2 separate regions of the Mus musculus genome follow, and region 1 is linked to region 2. The links are chromatin contacts, called in public HiChIP or PLAC-seq maps. All regions are on one chromosome and are shown on one strand. The core of a region is the stretch at or near the end of the contact, and the rest is flanking DNA. Distances in the headings are between cores, read along the strand shown. Region 1 overlaps Etl4 (enhancer trap locus 4). Region 2 overlaps Etl4 (enhancer trap locus 4).

Region 1 (3,835 bases), core at 847-3,346, 110 kb after region 2:
AAATAAATCTTTTAAAAATTTTATTTTAGCCAGGCGTGGTGGCGCACGCCTTTAATCCCAGCACTTGGGAGGCAGAGGCAGGCGGATTTCTGAGTTCGAGGCAAGCCTGGTCTACAGAGTGAGTTCCAGGACAGCCAGGGTGATATAGAGAAACCCTGTCTTGAAACAAACAAACAAACAAATAAATAAATAAATAAATAAATAAATAAATGAAAATTATTTTATGCGTATTGGTGTTTTGCCTGTGTATCTGTGTGAAGGTGTGAAAATCCCTAGAGCTGGAGTTATAGACAGTGGTGAGCTGCCATGTGGGTGCTGGAAATTAAATTCAGGTAGACTGAATGGGCAGGCAATGCTCTAACCGGTGAGCCATTTCTACAATTCCAAAATAAAATCTTTCTAGAAAGATGTATACCATACATTCTGTTATCTTAGTTTAAATATTAAAAAAAATTAATCCAACTAACTTGAGATAGCAAGTTGACCAGCAATTAATATTGAAAATAAATACTTTTCTCCTATCTTAAAATGTGTGGCTGTGAGGTACAGTGGAAGATGGCACAGAGGCACAGCTGTAGATTTTGGGTTGTCTTTCCCTCAGCACACAGTAAAGACTTGAAGGCAACATGGTAACATTTGTCTCTGTGGAGTGCTCTTCACGACTAGAAAGGGATGGAGCCAGCCAAAGGGCATCTGTACCTAGTGTTTACAGTACGGACATACCTCAAGGAAGTATGAAGAGATGGGAAAATACCAGAGGGACCACAAGCTAAATGAAATGTGCCCAGGATCTTTATTCAAACTTGATCGAGTCCAGGATCATTCGTTTCTAGGAGATGATAGGATAAGGCTTAATGCTGTCTAAGTGTGAAATTGAGGAATTGCCCCTGCATTCAAAGGATATTATGAGAACACTTTGCCCTTTCAGCCCTGCCTATTTACTTAGATTCTTTGTAGAGAGAAATGGTGGCTGGGCATGTTCTCAACTGTATTCTTTTCCACTGACTTCTTACTTAGGTTGATTGTCTGCAATGTGCTTTTAAGTGGAGGTAAAATGCACATAACATGATATTTACCATCTTAAAATATACCATCTTATTTAAAATATATGCTTTAGTGGTGTTAGGGATGTTCACATAGTATGTGTGTGTGCACATGTGTGCATATGTATATACATGACACGTGTACTCGTACTTGTGGTACGAGGGCTAGAAATTGTCAGGATGTCCTCCTCTGTTACTTTCTACTATTTTGTCTTGTTTTTGTGATTTTGGTGTTATTTGTAGTTGTTGTTTTTAAAGACAATTTCTCTGTGTAGCCCTGGCTGTCTTGGAACTCCCTCAGTAGACCAGGCTGATCTCGAACTCATAGATATCTGCTTGCCTCTGCTTCCTGAGTGCTGGGTTTAAAGGTGTATGCCATCACCACTCAGATTTCTACATTATTTTTTAAGACAAAAATCCCTCACTGAATCACCAGTTTAGCTACACTATTTGGTCACAGAGCCTGAGATCTGTCCGTCTCAGCTCCCCATCACTGAAGTTTCATGATTGTGCTGCCATACCTGGCTTTCTACTTGGGGCCCAAGGATCTGAACTCAGACCTTTTGGCCTACATAGTAAGCACTTTACCTGCTGAGCCATCTCCTCAGCCTTAAAACCCTAAAAAACTTGAGCTCTGTACCTATTTAACCAAAGCCCTGCCCCAAGCCTGTCAATCAACACTTAATTTTCTATCACTCTGTGTGTGACTACTCAGACAGTTTCTGTAAGTAAAATAGTAAGGTATTGGATTTTGTGTGTGTGACTGTTTATTTCACTTAGCACAATGCCCTTAAGATCCATCCGTTTTGTGGAATGTATGAGAACTCTTTCCCTTTGAAGACACATTTGTACTGCACTGTCTGTTGTATTAGTTACTTTTGTGTTTTTGCAACAGAGTATGTGACAAATAAGTTAAAAGAAGGATTTAGTTTTGACTCAGAGTTTAAGTCCATAGTCACTTGTACTCCAAGTGCTTGGACAGGTTGTAGGAGTGTGTGGTAGAGAGCTTCTTCCAGATCACTCCCCTCATTATTGATCTGGAAGCAGTGGTCACAGCAGGAAAGGTCAGGGATAACACTGCCCTGGTGACTCACTTCCTCCAGCTAAGCCCCACTTCTCAGCCATTGTACAGCCACTCATGGGGGCATTTCAGGTGCAAGCTACATCTCATGGACACATACCTTTTTGTTTACTGGTCTTTCAGCAGGCATTTAGGCCTTTGCATCTCTAGTCAATAACATGTGAGCATTCGGTCTTTGTCCACTAGACAACCAACTTGACAGAATATGAGTAACTACAGGGGTAACTCAGTGAAGGTGCATATTGGGACTCTAGATGATCACTTTAAAAATATATTACAGATTCACCTCTCTGCTGGCTGATACCATTTAATGGTGCTCAGGATTTAGTTGCCCACTTTCATTTAGATCTAAATTTTAATTATTACAAGTTGGAGGGATGGGTGGGTGGGGGAGCACCCTGATAGAAGCAAAGGGGAGGGAGGAAAAGGAGGCTGTGGGATGGGAGCCTTGTGGAGGGGTGACTGGGAAGTAGGATATCATTTGAGATGTAAATGGATGGAATGATTAATAAAAAAAGAAGTTTGATCATATATATAAAAATTACAGCAATTGATAGGTCATCCCCACACCTGACCAGCAAGCCTGTTTCCTTGAGCACAGTGTGACAGTGTGTGTGGGCTTTCTCAACAAAGCTTCTTAAAGGCTTCCATAGAAAACACTCAGAGGCTGAGAATGAAACTGGATGGGGCTATTTACATTTCCCAAATCCCTTTCTTTCCTGTACAGCACATTTCGGGAGTGGGGGGTGTCAACAAAAACTTGGTGGATTTGTTTTTTTACACATGTGCTGGCTTGAGCCACTTGTAGCTGTGGTTATATAGATAAACATTTACTTAAGACTTTGTCATAGTATGTGTGTCTGTCTGTGTGTGTGTGTGTGTGTGTGTGTGTGTGTGTGTGTGTGTGTGTGACCAAAAGACTTACATAACCTCCTTCATTTTGTAAATTATTTTATTTTTAGGGATCATTCTGTTGGCCTTAGAGAAGACAATGAAAAAATACGCCAAGATAAAGCTGAAAATAGTAATTAAAACAAGATGCATACTTTAGAAAGTATAATACTTTCCATGTCAGGTTTTTGTTTTTGTTTTTAGAAATGCTTTGAGAGGTTCCTTTAAGCTGTATTGAAGTATGTAATCGATGAGTGGAAACTGTATGCAGTACATTCTAAGTTAAAGTGTGAGATTTGATATGCAAATGCAGCATGAAATGATTGCCACAGCCAAGTTAATTAACCAGTCCTTCACTTCCGCCACTGGGATGCTTTGAGCTCTGACCTGAATAAACAAAGATGGCATCCGTATCCAAATGCCATTGGAAACCATTTCTAACCTTAAGAAAGCTGCTGAAGATTACTAAACAGTCACTACCGATCTACTGAACATACAATGTCATCATCTTTATCCTAAAAGGACCACCAGGAAACTTGCTTCTAAACTACAAAGTTAGTTGATTTCATTATGCACGCAATAGACTTAACCCGTTTTACCACAGCATTCAACGGTGAAAAGTTAGCTGATAATTCATTGGAAATGATCATGAAAGCATCTAGTAAGCCTAGTACATAATCAATTAGGAAATGAAAGATTTAATTTCAATAACGCTTGCTTGACTACAGTGTATCTTCAGGAGCAGCCTTGATGTGAAACCTGTTTCATGCCTATAGCTCAGTGTCCACAGCCCTAACTGGGAGGAGTGGTGGTTTGAACA
Region 2 (4,151 bases), core at 933-3,432:
TTTTAAGATGGAGTCTCATGTAGCCCAGGATGGCCTCACAGTTTTTATGTAGCTGCAGATGGCCTTGAACTCCTACTCCTAAGTGCTGGAATTATAGGCATGCACCACACGCCTGTTTTTACTTGTGTTGTTTGTTTACTTTTTATTTTATGTGTATGTGTGTGTGCCTGAGTCTAGGTACCACTTTCCCCACAGTGTGTGTGTGTCTGGTTCCTGTGGAGATAAAGGGGCGAGAGGAATCCCACTAGAGCCAGAGGTACAAGCATTTGTGAGCAGCCATGTGGGTGCTGGGAATCAAGCCCAGAGCCTTTGTGAGAGAAGCAAATGCTCTTAAGCCCCTAGCTATCTCTTCACTCTTCAGCCCCTGATTGTGTGTATGTGTATATATATATATATATATATATATATATATATATATATATATATATATATATATCATATATATCGATGATCATATATATATATATATGATTTTGAATTAAGGTTTCTTTGCTGCAGGTTTGGAAAGCCTTTACTGTTGCTAGTGCTTTCCCAGTTTCCTCACTTAGCTTTGCAACCCCTGTAGGTGCTCAGTGTGAAGAGCTGTAAGCATTTGGCAGAGTAGGCTTTCAATAATCATTGGGAAAATTTATTTGAGACAGGGCCTCATACAGCCCAGGCTGGGTTTGAAACTCGTGTAGCTAAGGCTGGATACTAACTCCTGATGTTCCTGCCTTCTGACAAGGGCTGGAATACAGGTGTGCATCATTATGTCTGGCTGTTGGTAGAATTTGAATCTGTGTCTTATTCTCTTTGGAGGCCATGGGCTCCTAGTATCATCCTTGGGTTGTTGTCCCCAACATGACCTCCTCTTCTGGCTTTTAAAGGTTTCTTGAAAGCTCTGTGGCGGGGATCCATCTACCTGATTGCCTCCTCTGGCAATGGGTGCCTCCATCTAGTGCTAGCCTACAAAATGACAGATGCTCAGTCTGTGCTCTGAAACAGCCTAGTCAGTTTCTACCTTCATATCTTCTTTCGCTCTTCAAAGCACTGACCTGGCGCTCAAATTATACATTAGTTGTTTGTTGACTGACTCTCTAACCATCAGGTAGATACTCCTATGCAGTCTATCTTGATCAGCACCCCACCACCTCCTATCCCTTTTAGTGTTTGGAGCAGGCCATTATTCAATATTTGTGCAAATGAATAGTTGACTCGGTCAATTAATTTGAATTAATACAACACAGGATGCTTCTCTAGATTACATGGAATGCTCTACCTATTGTATAAAGTCTGTACAAGGGATTGTTTTTATCCTTGACTTCATGTTTTAAGAAACGTATTTATGAATATGAATGTTTGCCTGCATGTATGTCTGTGTAGAGCATGCCTGCCTAGTACCCACAGAGGCCAGAATTGAACAAGGATCCCCTGGAACTGGAGTTATAGAGAATTGTGAGCTGACATTTGAGTGCTGGGAATTGAACTCCTGCTTTGGAGGAGCAGCCAGTGTTCTAAACTAGTGAGCTGTCTCTTCAGCTAACCACTATGAAGAAGTGAAGAGAGCCAGATGGTGGAGGAACCTTTAATACCAGCCCTCAGGAGGCAGGGGCAAGTGGATTGCTGAGACCAGCCTGGTCTACAGAGTTCCAGGACAGACAAGTGTGTGCATACACCACACACACACAGGAGTATGTGGACTACCTAATATATAGTAGGATATATATTTATATATTATATGTTATATATTATATATGTACTTATATATAAATATATATAATCAATAACTTATATGTTGTTGGTTATTTGAGACAAGATTTTGTGCTCTGTTACACAGTAGTCCCAGCTCTTATGGAATTCACTATGTAACCCAGGCTAGCTTTCAACTCCTATAGGAGAGAGCCCCTGGACTCCCTAATCTTGACCATGGGATAAATTCTCAGAAAAGTATAATTCAGTGGTAGAGTACATGTTTAGCATGTGTATGTACAAGACTTTGTGTTTATTTTTCACCCCCCCCCCCAAAATAAAATTAAAAGCAAATAAGATAAAAAATAAAATAAAATAAATATCCCAGGAAGTAACTGCACTACCGCCAGCTCCCAGTAGGTTGTGAAGTGCCCAAATGATGCCAAAGCCCAGATGCCTCTCTGTGTGGTCTGACTCAGCCAGAGTAATCAGAACATGGAGAGTCACAGGCACTACAGTCCAGCAGTTGCTGGTCTGCATAGCTTGCTGTGTGGACGGCTCCTTAGGGATGGCTTGGCTTTCTATAACCCTCTGCCTTTTTGAATTTGCCCTCCCAGATCCCTCTCTACTTTTCTTGTCCAGGATGTAGACACATCACAGCTGGAGTCCCCTGGGTCTCTGAAGAGTAGCTCTTTGGTGATCCTGCCCTCCTCCTGTTCTTCCTCCTTCTCCTCCCTCCCCCTCCTCCCCCCTCCCCCTCAATTGTGCTCCGGGGAGTGTTTAAGGGCTGATTTTCCATTCGAAGCTCTTGTTTGCTCTTTGCCCTGCTGGAAGTGGGCTCCCTGGAAGAGTTTGGGAGGGGCAGGAAGAGGAAACAGGGCTGCCTTTCAGCCTTGCCCAGGCCTTGTCTTTAGGCTACAACTTCTCTACTTTGTTAGACAAGGATTCCCAGAATAGCAAACAGCCAGACACACCCATATTTACATCTTAGCACCAGAGTTCTTTCCAAACAAGAAACAGAACTGCCATTCTGTTTGACAGCTTGAGAGTCCCTGCATGCACTTTTCTTCATACAGATAATGTGAAACTGGCCCACTTGGGTCTGACACCATAACTGTGGAATAGTGGCAAAATGGACCTTTGTCTGTTCCTTCTCTTGTTTATGCATGCCTCTCCTTGGGTTTTATGCTCACCTAAAAGGCTGAATTCTAGCTGGGTGTGGTGGCACACGCCTTTAATCCCAGCACTCGGGAGGCAGAGGCAGGCGGATTTCTGAGTTCGAGGCCTGGTCTACAGAATGAGTTCCAGGACAGCCAAGGCTATACAGAGAAACCCTGTCTGGAAAAAACAAAAAAACAAAAACAAAACAAAACAAAACAAAACAAAAAGGCTGAATTCTCCCCAGGTGACTCAAATGGCCCAAATGTCATTTCTCCTTCAGGTGTGGGGCTGGCAGCTGCCCAGAGCAGAGGAAAGGCCTAATCAACTGTGAAGAGTTTGTGGACAGGACTGGGTTACTGAGGTGCTGGTGCTGGGCTGGGGTGGAGGCAGATGGGACTAATGGAGTGGTGGATGAGCGCAAGCAATAAAGGCGAGCAGACAAAGATGGGCTCTGTGTGCTGGCTGGCCTGTGTCAGTCTCCCTTGTTAACTGCTGGTACCTTTCCATCCCTTTACTGTATGTCACATTCAGTTTTGTTAGACCACTGGAAACATTATTTTAAAATCCACAAGAACATAAACAAAGTAGAAAAACAGCATAAAATTGATGCGACCTTTCCCATGAAAAGCATGAAGGAAGGGTTGAGTTTAAAGTCCGATACATGGGATGACTGAAAGAATAATGAAGACTGTAGATTGACAGTGACATCCAAGACCCTACTTCTAGCGGGTTGCCCAGTTTACTTCAAGGAAGAACATGGGAGACTCCACAGTCCGCAGGTCTGCTTCAGTTATCTTGACCTGCTGTAACAATCCCTGGATGGAGCAGAGTGTGTCTTCCTCTTGCCTGACTGGTTACATGTGACCTTTTGTCCATATATATATAGCTGAAAGTAAATGTGTGTGTTTTATGACCATGTAAAGCAATAGCCTCTCCAGACTGTCAGACTTGCTCATTAATCTAGCTGTCCTGGATAATTTTTACATGGATTATTTTAATGTTGAAAGCAATCTTGAAAAGCCACAGGGTACTTCTATCATGCACATAGCAGTTTTGTCCAATGCAAAACACGTATACAACACACACGCGCACACACACACACACACGTGCACATATATGCACACATATACACGCACACACAAAAGATGAAGCTTTATGTTTTCTTGGCACATATGCTTATTAGCCTGAGATATGATCTGTTCTCAGTATTGTTTTTTGTGGTGCTGCTATGGCTCTGATCCAGAGCTTTGCACATCCTAGGCAAGATGTTGACCTCTAAGCTCTATCCCCAGCCACGTGTTTTGCTCTATGTAATAGACTCT

The links. HiChIP or PLAC-seq counts read pairs in DNA pulled down with a chosen protein or histone mark.
Region 1: an H3K27ac HiChIP or PLAC-seq map of trophoblast stem cells shows a contact between it and region 2, with 3 times the contacts expected there. The contact joins two enhancer-like sites. A contact is called at or near these places in 1 of 484 Hi-C or Micro-C datasets (muscle stem cells), 8 of 115 datasets of contacts at active chromatin or transcription factors (embryonic stem cells, epiblast stem cells, neural tube and 3 more) and 3 of 9 other capture datasets (adipose tissue, embryonic stem cells and pancreatic islet).

What each region holds. Positions count from the first base shown.
Region 1 is chr2:20,629,910-20,633,744 of GRCm38.p6, forward strand. All of the region lies in intron 3 of Etl4 (enhancer trap locus 4), which reads left to right. Among named protein-coding and RNA genes, the nearest start is that of Gm17171, 300 kb to the left of the region's middle. Within about 2 kb of position 2,097, at least 5 of the 459 cell types and tissues checked have an H3K27ac peak or open chromatin away from gene starts, as enhancers often do. A contact at or near this core is called in pancreatic cancer cells and trophoblast stem cells, where this site is marked.
Region 2 is chr2:20,523,914-20,528,064 of GRCm38.p6, forward strand. The region is part of intron 2 of Etl4 (enhancer trap locus 4); the gene reads left to right. Among named protein-coding and RNA genes, the nearest start is that of Gm17171, 190 kb to the left of the region's middle. Within about 2 kb of position 2,183, at least 70 of the 459 cell types and tissues checked have an H3K27ac peak or open chromatin away from gene starts, as enhancers often do. A contact at or near this core is called in pancreatic cancer cells and trophoblast stem cells, where this site is marked.